Regions from separate parts of the Zea mays genome. Here regions 1 and 2 are each linked to region 3. The links are chromatin contacts, called in public Hi-C maps. All regions are on one chromosome and are shown on one strand. The core of a region is the stretch at or near the end of the contact, and the rest is flanking DNA. Distances in the headings are between cores, read along the strand shown. Region 1 holds the start of LOC100191828 (CBS domain containing protein). Region 2 holds the start of LOC100382514. Region 3 overlaps LOC100281827 (Mitochondrial import receptor subunit TOM20-4).

Evidence for each region. A called contact is a pair of places that touch in the nucleus more often than the background predicts.
Region 1: a contact with region 3 is called in a Hi-C map of endosperm, with 3 times the contacts expected there. The contact joins the promoter of LOC100191828 here to the enhancer-like site in region 3. A contact is called at or near these places in 4 of 25 Hi-C or Micro-C datasets (endosperm, leaf, leaf mesophyll and 1 more).
Region 2: a Hi-C map of ear shows a contact between it and region 3, with 2.9 times the contacts expected there. The contact joins the promoter of LOC100382514 here to the enhancer-like site in region 3. A contact is called at or near these places in 2 of 25 Hi-C or Micro-C datasets (ear and endosperm).

Annotation. Positions count from the first base shown.
Region 1 is chr3:162,744,032-162,747,277 of Zm-B73-REFERENCE-NAM-5.0, forward strand. It overlaps LOC100191828 (CBS domain containing protein), which reads left to right and starts at 1,550. Exons shown (of 2, transcript NM_001137252.1): 1 at 1,550-2,220. The coding sequence starts at 1,898.
Region 2 is chr3:162,685,451-162,688,754 of Zm-B73-REFERENCE-NAM-5.0, forward strand. LOC100382514 reads right to left here and starts at 1,726. Exons shown (of 3, transcript NM_001321444.1): 1 at 1,251-1,726; 2 at 445-525. The coding sequence starts at 1,461.
Region 3 is chr3:162,057,991-162,061,209 of Zm-B73-REFERENCE-NAM-5.0, forward strand. LOC100281827 (Mitochondrial import receptor subunit TOM20-4) reads right to left here. Exons shown (of 6, transcript NM_001368107.1): 6 at 2,696-3,051. The coding sequence ends at 2,920. Among protein-coding and RNA genes, the nearest start is that of LOC100281827, 6.5 kb to the right of the region's middle. Within about 2 kb of position 1,816, at least 19 of the 20 cell types and tissues checked have an H3K27ac peak or open chromatin away from gene starts, as enhancers often do. A contact at or near this core is called in ear, endosperm, leaf and 2 more, where this site is marked.

The sequences.
Region 1 (3,246 bases), core at 300-2,799, 690 kb after region 3:
GGGACCAGAATGGCAAACCAAAGCAAAGCCGAGCGAGGCGTCCTCCCGTGCGCTGCGTTGTTCTGACATGTGTGACTGTGATCGGCCAAGGATAAGGTTTTGGAGGGATTTGCGATCGTACGGGAAGGCGACTGGATGATTTTGGGGGGGACTGTTTGGTTCCCTATGAGAATAAACTTTGCAGACCCTCACTAGCTACGTTTTTTGTTCTTGTTTTATGAGATGGCCGTGCGGAGAAGACGACGAGAATGTATGGAAAGCGTGTTCCTTTCTTGGCTGGCGCCTGGCAGGTCGTTGTGCAAACTAGGCGTCGTTTTCCCCAGATCAATTGGATCCTCTTGTTGGGGGAAGTTGTATTCGCTAACACGTAGGATATACATGACTATGCGTAGGGTCTAATCGGCTTTCACACATTGCGGTTGCGGGGCAACAAACTGGAGGCGATGAGTCATTTGCCGGTGACTAGCTCGCGCACCTCTCATCTGACGGAGACGGAGACAGAGACTGCACGTTCCTGTTCGGTAAAGGACACACGGACACGGAGGAGAGAGGCGGGCGCAAGCGCAAGTAGTAACACGGATTCCGTTCCGCCGTACACAATTTTGTCCTACCTTTGCCAGATCCGATCCGCCTGTCGTACAACTATAAATCCTCCGCTGTCATCTCGGCCGATCTCAAGCCCTTCACTTTGAATTTTAGGTCTGTTTTAGCTTCTTTTATCCAAATTCATCTCCATAAATTTAAGCTTCAAAAAAACCTGAAACAAAAAACCAGTTTATGAAAATTTCTAAGATATTTTAAAAACACTGTTTTCATACCTCATCATTAAGTTGCGCAAAAATTACCTACCTACAATATCATTGCTTACATGGCCTTAAAAATGCGGTGGTTTCCGCTATCTCAACCATTATTAAATGACATTTTAGAAAAAAAATAAAGGAGTTATATAAGCAAACCAACACGGCAGCAGTGACAACTGACAAACAGAAACAGCAGCGTTTCGGATCAACGTAATGACGAAACTGAAATGCTGTAATGATTGGAGTTTAGCGAGAAACGTACAACAACCTCGCGAAGCTGGAACAGCGAAAGCTCCCGGTGTGTTCGCTGTATGTAAGAACTTTAGCCAATCATCATCATCGTCATATTCGCTAAGCTAGGTCGTCTATTAGACAAAACTCCAAGCATATTCTAGCTAAATTTTGCTAGCTAATTATTTATAGGTTAATTATTAGCCACTGACAAGAGGCTCCAAACAGGGCCTTAATCGCTCTTCATTAGAGCAAGAGACTCCTTTCAATAGGTTCTTTAATTAGACATGTTAATATAAAGTATCTTCTATTTCGTTCTTTATTGTCGAAGTTGGAAAACTATGATAATTTTATTGCGCATAAGATATTGAAAAACTGTTAAAAGATTTTAAAAAATTAAACGATGATTTATAAATAAAGGGCGTTTAAGACTTTTAGCTGCCCATCCGCTCTCTCTCTCTCTCTGCCAGCTCCAGCTTCTTCCACCGCGGGGCCACACCCACACCACACCACGACCTCCGCGACGCTCGCGGCCGTGTTTCTCTCGCCTCGCTCCCTCGGATCGCCCGTTCGCCCCCGCCCATCGCTCGCTCATCAGAAGGAGGGCCTAGCCTTCCGCAGCAGCGCTCGTCAGACTCCGCCGCCCGCAATTCCCCCCTTGCCCCGGCTTTTAATGGGCTTTCCCTCCCACCGAAATGGCCGGCGATCCCTGCACCCGCGCCGCCGGTGACCGCCCCACCTCCTCCGTCGCCTTCTTCTCCGCCGGGGGCGGGCTCGGCCTCGGCCCCTCCAGCCTGCTGCTCCACCTGCTCCTCCTCCACTCCCTCTTATAGCCTCCAGCCTCCCCTCGCCTCCCGCCACCCCCTATGGCCGCCGTTTTCTTCCACCACGTCGTCGGCGACCTCACCGTCGGCAAGCCCGAGGTCGCCGAGCTGCACGACACCGACACGCTCGACGACGCCGCGCGCGCCATCGCCGCCAGCCCCGAGGGCGCCGTGCCCGTCTGGCGCCCCAGGGCCGCGCCGGACGACCCGCCCTCGGGGGCCAGGTTCATCGGCATGATCTCCGCGCTCGACATCGCTGCCTTCGTCGCCTCCGCGGGGGTCGGGGATCGCTCCATGCGCGCCGTCGTCGGCGAGGTCGTGCAGCCCAATCCTGCGCTGCTCAGGGAGATCGATCCGGGTACCAGGTGAGACTGTCTCTGCTTGATCCCGTCCTACCTGCCGTCCTGTAGCGTTACCGACTCGCTTGGTTTCTAGTGCCTGTTTTCACTGATGACTCACCCATCCATCCATTACCAAAGATGGGATCGAATCGTACCAGCGTCAAGCGCTGAAAGGATCTGATCTTTCTTAACATGTGTGCCATTCCATTTCTCGTCATTGATCCGCGAACGGACTCGAGGAGAATTGTGTTCAGGTTGTGCAAGCGAACAGGTTCACGTTGTATGTGAAGGCGATATACTCTTCCAGTTCATTTATTACCGTGTCTGTGTCTCCTACTTTGCTGGAGGCTGGATTAACCCCTGCTTTTTTTACTCCGGCTGGGTCAGCTTTTTTTTAATGTGGTCTGGTGGTTGATCTTTGTCTTATCTGAATCATACTATTAGTTTGACCTCTGGAGGAAGATGCGGGCAAAAGGTTGTTCCTACACCCTCTGATTTTTTTAGAGATGAAATTGGTTATGGTTAAACTACTCCGGTGATTGGGTTGTCAGGTTGCTCTTGTACAATCAAATGCTAATTGTCTACCAAACCTGTCCACCTTGTTCTTGTTGTCATGGATAGGATGGGAATGAAATTTCCCACATAATATCTGCTACAGTATTCATCATGCACTCTGTGTCGCATAACTGATCAAGTTTGATTTTGTAGTAGCATTCAAGAATGCTGATTCAGCACCTTTTGGACAGAGTTGAATAGCCCTCCCATTTTGCTTTAGATTTGATCTTATGAGTTTATGGTTGATATTTATGAATTGATATGGATGTAGAGGTTCCTTAGCCATTCTTCAAAGTTATTTTGTATGTAGATTTGATAGATTGTCACAGTAATAAAGAACAACCTGAAATAGAAAAGGTTTAAATCATCATCAGATTCTGTTACTAGCACTATTTATACGAAGAGTTGGATGGAACTTTTATATGCAGTAGATGTAGCAAACTAGAATTTCCTTTGGTGTATCCCTGGCTACACATAACTGAAGCTTTCTTTGAA
Region 2 (3,304 bases), core at 476-2,975, 630 kb after region 3:
GCGAAGATAGCTAGTGACGAGCAAATAGATAGGAGATTTCACGTATTCCAAGAAACCGAGTGTATTACGTGTAGGACCATGTACTAGTGGTGAGATAAATTACTATTTTTATTCTTCTCTCAGCTCCACATCAACTAACTATCTGAGATAGTCATTGCGGACGCCCTTAGATTCTAGAGACAGATAAAGCTGTGTCATCAAGGAACCTAGCACAGCACATGCATCTTGTGCGTAACAAGTGGAACAATCCACGCTGCACATGTTTCTGGTATAATAATAGGAGAACCTAAAAAAAAGGAAATGGCACGATCAACTTGAGCACTAACTGGTGCCAAAGTAATCTCAGTTTTGCAGGGCCAGGGTATAAGAAGCTATCTCTAAAACTAGAATAGAACTTCTTTAAACATTTATAGTAAATAAACATGTGTTTAAAGGTTTGATTACCTCCATTCACGCTGTAGAAGTCATCCTCGCAGTCGGAATCTAACCAGGCTCGAGATTCGAAGAACACTTCATCCTTGCTACCTGCAAATTAAGTTCCATATAAAGTTCTTCTTCATGAAAACAGTAATCTTTGCATACGTGTTTGACGAATTTCAGCTAAGAGATTAATCAAATAAGTAAGAAAAAACAGAAACACGGAGCGATTATTTATTCCTTGCTAGGTTGATGATTCAAGAGGTAGCAATTGATTTTTGGACAAATGAACATTAAGTAGGCTTTTGATTTTTTGGCAACAAAGATCATGTGTTAGTTCAATTTAGGATCCATTCAGCAAATTTACAGGGGAAAAACTGCATCCTAAGGAACTTAACCAAACATCGAGGTAGAAGGACTGCAGTCAATAGAGCAATCCACTTTGTGTAGAACAGAATCCTCGTTTATATTAAGTGTTCCATTTTCAAGGACAAAACTTAGGAACAACTAAAAACTCCTTTTCCATTACAAGAGCCCAAAATCAGTCAGCTCCCGTAAATCGTTTTCCGTTCAAGATCACCCACCCCTAGAAAGCTAACTGATCTCCAGAAGCGATTAATGCGATGATAACACCACACTTCGCTGTCAAATCCTGAAATCAAAAGCCCAAAAGATGAATAAATAAACCCAAAAGTTTCCTTTTCACATAAAGAGCTGACTGCCCATCTGCTCTTTACCTCCAAAGAACTTCAAAAAACTACAGTAACTGATTATAGGAAGATAAAGATCGGAACATCTCTTCAGAAAAAGACCAAAGAAACAAACACGCATACCAGAATCCGGGTTCTTGGGGTTAAACTCTGCCCGCAGCTGCTCAGCCTCAGCGTCGACCTTGGACTTGAGATCACCGAAGCCATCACCAACCGGAGCAACACCGCCGCCCCCGCCACCCTTCCCGTTGGCGGCCTTCGCCTTGGTGGGAGAGTCAAGAAACTGCTTCTTGGGGTGCCCCGGGTCCTTGTGTACCGAAGCGCAAGCGCCCATCTCCACTTTTTCTCGCCTTTCAAGACGCGGAAACAAGCATGTCCGTGCGAGCGCGCACACGGGGCAGGCTACTCCTAGCAAGAGATCCTACGGAGAAAGAATCAAGAAAGGGAGCACGAGGATCAAGGTTCAACGTGGGGGAGCAAAAAGTGAAAACACGGATGCCCCTGGGGGAAGAAGACGGAGGGGGAGAAGGGGGGAGAGGGAAGGAGTAGCCGTCTTTACTGGGAACAGTACGGCGACGCTGGGGCGGCCATACTCTCCCTTTTTAGAAACGGGCGTGGAATAAAAAAATCTTGGGGGCTATTAATTCTGAAACAGCCGAGCACAAAAACTATTGGCGACTCATAATATTTCTCTGTTTTCTTGCACTGCGCAATAGGAGTACACCAAGGAAATCAGATAATGAACTTTTCAAGGATCAGAGTATTGAAAAATATTATGAGTCCAATCCTCTGATAATATCACTTTTGGATTATCAGAGTATTAAATCAGATACTGCGCAATAGGAGTACACCAAGGAAATCAGATAATTACATGGACCATTGAACGGAGTATTTTTAAAGTCCAAGACACTTTTGGACTGTTTGGGAGTAGGACCCTCCAATCCTCTGATATTTTTCTCCCAAACAAACATTAAAGTTTAGTCTTTCTCACGTCCAATGTTTGAATGTCAATTGTAAATATTAAATATAATTTAATTATAAAACTAATTATATAGATGAGAAATAAATGATAATACAAATCTATAAATTCTAATTAATCTATGCGATGCTACAATAAACACTTTCTAATCATCGGTTAGATATACTTAATAAATTTGTCTTGCCATTTAGTCTTAAAATATGTAATTAGTTTTGTAATTATACTATATCTAATACTTAAAATTGATATTGAAACATTCGATATGACATGAACTAAACTCTAGTCAGTAGAACCAAACATCCCCTAGACATGGCTTGTATACAAGGCTTGTATGATATGATCATATAAACTCTGCGAGATATTGACAGAGCCAGAAAACTAAACTGGTACAACGATATAATCTCACTAAATCACTCAAAATAGACATAAACAATAGTTTAAGTAGTATTATATTAAATAATTGATGAATGATAAAAAAAACCTAAATACATAATGGGATTATACTATATACATTTTTATTTTTAGGAGGGGCTTTGGTAGCGCTTTATGGGCTCAGGAGCAATAAGAGGGCTCAAGCTCCACACATCCCACCGCTATCCCACCGTAGAACTGCTCATGGAGATGTTATATTATAATCTATCAATGCTAAAAGAATTTGTTATGGAAATGGGCCTAAGATTCAAGTTGACGTAGTGATTCTTGTGTGGTATTGTACACTAATCTACTATGCTGAGTTTAATGCCGATCCACAATGCCTCTGACATGGCGAAGCGGGTGAGCAATATCGACTGATCCGACCTCAATGCTGGTCGGTTCGATCAATCAGTTGGTGGAGCGGCTAACTAGTCAGCCTAGTCAATATTGATCATTTTGGAACCATATCGGTCAGTATGACCCGCACTTTGTAGATCCATTCGCTATTGATCCGGACCGTCTGTTGTAATGTGACAGTTTCTGATTGTTTCGCGACATTTTGAATTTCAAAAAATAGAAAAATAAAAAAACGAAAAAACCCTAGAATTCATACTATAAACAGAGGAATGTCTGAGTTTGTTCACATCCCTCACTCTCCAAAATGCTCTTACCACTTCATATTGCACTCATTTCACTCTTGTTTGACTCCACTAAATCATTGTCGTCATGTCTTTCTTGAGCTTAGACCATGTCGAGCCCTATAGTTTAACCAAAACATTATTTT
Region 3 (3,219 bases), core at 566-3,065:
ACACATACAGTAGAGCCAACGGGAAAAAGGGAACCCCGCGGTAACAACGTACTAGCAGCGCAGCGTGGAGTCGTGGAGAACTCTGTACGTACTCTCTCTCTCTACTAGCGTTGGACGATGTTGCATGCAAAAGGTAGGCAGCCTTTTACGTCCAGCTCAAGCCTCAAGGAACCAACCTTGGCCCCTCGGGGTCGGGGCTCGGCTGGCTGGGAGTTGGGACTCCCCCTCTTGGCCTCTTGCATGCATGCATTATAGTCACGCAAGAGTTTATCTATCCCGTGCCGTTAACAAACAGTTCAGTCCATCCTGATTTTTTTAGTTTTTTAAAATGGCCTCGTATGAAAAAACCACAAACATAAAAGTTAAAGATCTCTAAGAGTTAAGAAACTTTATAGTTACCAACTTTTTTTTATGTGAAATCATTTTGACTCTAAAAAATTGCATCTAAATTTGTCAAATTTTAAAATACAAATTTTTTCTATTGTCCTCTAGCACTGGCATTTAAAAAACGCTAGTGCAGATGAGTTTACACAACACCGTCGTGTATATAGCTTCTCTGTATGTCTTTATATATATATATATATATATATATATATATATATATATATATATATATATATATATACACATATATATATATATATATATATATATATATATATATATATATATATATATATATATATATATATCTTTTTTTGGTTTTTCCTGGGAACGAACGTGCACCTCATTAAGTAGGGGATATTATTGTTGCTGCGGAACGTAGTACGTGTTTGTTGACCAAAAGCCGCAATCAATATGGTTTGCTGATGATAAGGAACGCCATGCATGGTCCTTCCTTGCTTGATCGTCACTCACTCACGTAGTCGATCACGTGAGGTGAGTTGAGGGGCCAGCAGCAGACAGCCAACAGGGGGAGCGGGAGGAGATGGACGACTGATCGATCGGTCACTGCTATTCATCACTACCACGTGTACGGTACCACTCTGGATCGGACGCTGCTTGCAACGCACTCATATACTATATGCCATGCATGCATGCATGGATCGGCCACACGGGGAGTGGTGATATGCATGCATGAGCGAGGACGAGGAGGGGCATGTGCTAATCCGATTGGATCCGATGCAACAACCCATGGCGCGCCCATGCATGCGTGCACGGTGATGGTCCGTCCGGTCGGCCGGGCGCCCCGGCACTGTTGCTGCTGCCAGCAACCTGCTCCTACGATCGGGTCAACGTGCCGCGCCCGCGTGCAAAGCTAGCATAGCATAGCATAGCAGGCGTGAGGAGGAAGGAAGCATCGCTTTGGCTTGATTTGGCTTTCTTCTATTCATGCATCATCCGTGTCCGTACTCCGTAGCCGTGCCCACCCCTACGCGCGACCACGCTCTTACTGTACGCCCCGAGCCGCGACACGGCTCCAGCCTTGAAGTCGCGCTTGTCCGTGCATCAGCCATGGACAGGAGAGGGCGTGCCGGGTCAGAGCGAGCTAGGACATCGAGGCCCAGTAGTATATAGATGTGCACACGACACGGGTTGCCTGGTTGAAACACAGGCAGAGCACGCGGCGTCTGGTCATCGATCTTGACATGGTCTACTCGACCAGTCCGAGACCCACATCGTCGTCTCTACGTGGAAACGAGAGGACGCGACACTATGAACTAGGAAGCAGGGTATTTGCACCGCCGGAGCCGGGGGAGGGGGTGTTTTGTGTTTAACAGACGAAAGGGTGTGGTATTTTGGTGGGCTCCTAGCGGTCTAGGCCACCACCGAGCCAACTATTGTTTGTTGATTGGGCCGCCCGAGCACGAGCAGCAGCCCTGCTAGCTATGTAATGGGTCGTGCTGCTGATTCTAGCCCACACAACATTTGCCCGTACCGTGTATATGCCAGACAGAAAATCGTGCTTCGTACCGAGGAAGGTGTCGTTCGTGACCCGGGTTGCATTGCACCTGCACGCGTCGGCGTCCGTCCATCATGAGCGAACATGAGTTAGGTCCTAGGAGACCGACTGGCCCTGCAGTTACTGCACCAACCAACGCATCATCAGCCCGCGCTCGAGCGCGTCGCGTGACACGCCACCATGGGCCAAGGCCACCTTTTCGTGATCTTCCAGGAATGCCCACCTGCGGCCGGCCCGGACGGGGTTTTAGGTGTACGACGTTGGTAGGGTACGCGACGGGTACGGGGAGATGATGGCCCTGCTTTCAGCTTCACGAGAAGCGGAGAAGCTATGTACCGTAGTCCGTAGACTCCCAAATGCTCAGTTTTTTAGATTGTTTCTATAAAAGTCACTTTTGTCAAAACCATCTAACATCAACGTAAACACTGAATCGGTCTAGTCGTTACAATACTAGAAAACCGTCACCTACATCATAAACCTTATAAACACTTTTATTTTCCTCCGGACCTAGAAAATACTCAAATTCTTTTCACAAACAGATTATCAGAAAAGATACTTAGAACAAAGTTGAACCAAACGGGCTCGATGACGACGGGAGGATAAAGATCCTTAGAATAAAGTTGAACCTAATTCTACAGCTAATTACACAAAGCAAAATTTGAGAACACCAGAGTTCTACATGCTGTCGTAAAAAAAAACAAAGCATACATTTATTTGCGGTGTTGAACAGCATGTCCACTTTATGTATGGCACCATTTGAGAACATTCAGTATTCATAGAGAACGCAAAAAGTCGCAACACTGTATGTTTTTTGCCTCAAAACGGTATCAAGGTAAGCAAAGTACAAAACTATCCAGCAGCACATGAGGCTCGAAAAGAACAAGCATGAAAATTTGAGCAAACCGTATGGAAACACCTCTCTCCTCTCCATACAACACTAGCACCTAGAAGGTTCTGGGACACCTTAATATAGGCATGCCATCATTTGCAAAGCGTTCTTGGCACTCGATCAGTTCTCACCTGGCTGGTGGCGTCGGGGGAGGCATGCTTGCTCTTGCCAATCCAACCCAAGCAACAATGCCGGCGCCAAGGATCACCCATCCACAAACATCGTACCAGAAGTCATTGTCCTTCTTCTTCCTTGATTGCTGCAAATAATGGTGTCAGCTTAAATTGGGCACCAGGCAAGGCACACATCAAACCACATACCATATGAAATCACTATTATAAACTATCATCAACATAGCCTTTTAGTACCAAACAAGTTGGGTAGGCTAGAGTTGAAACCCAACAAGAAGTCACAAAAAGAGAAAAGA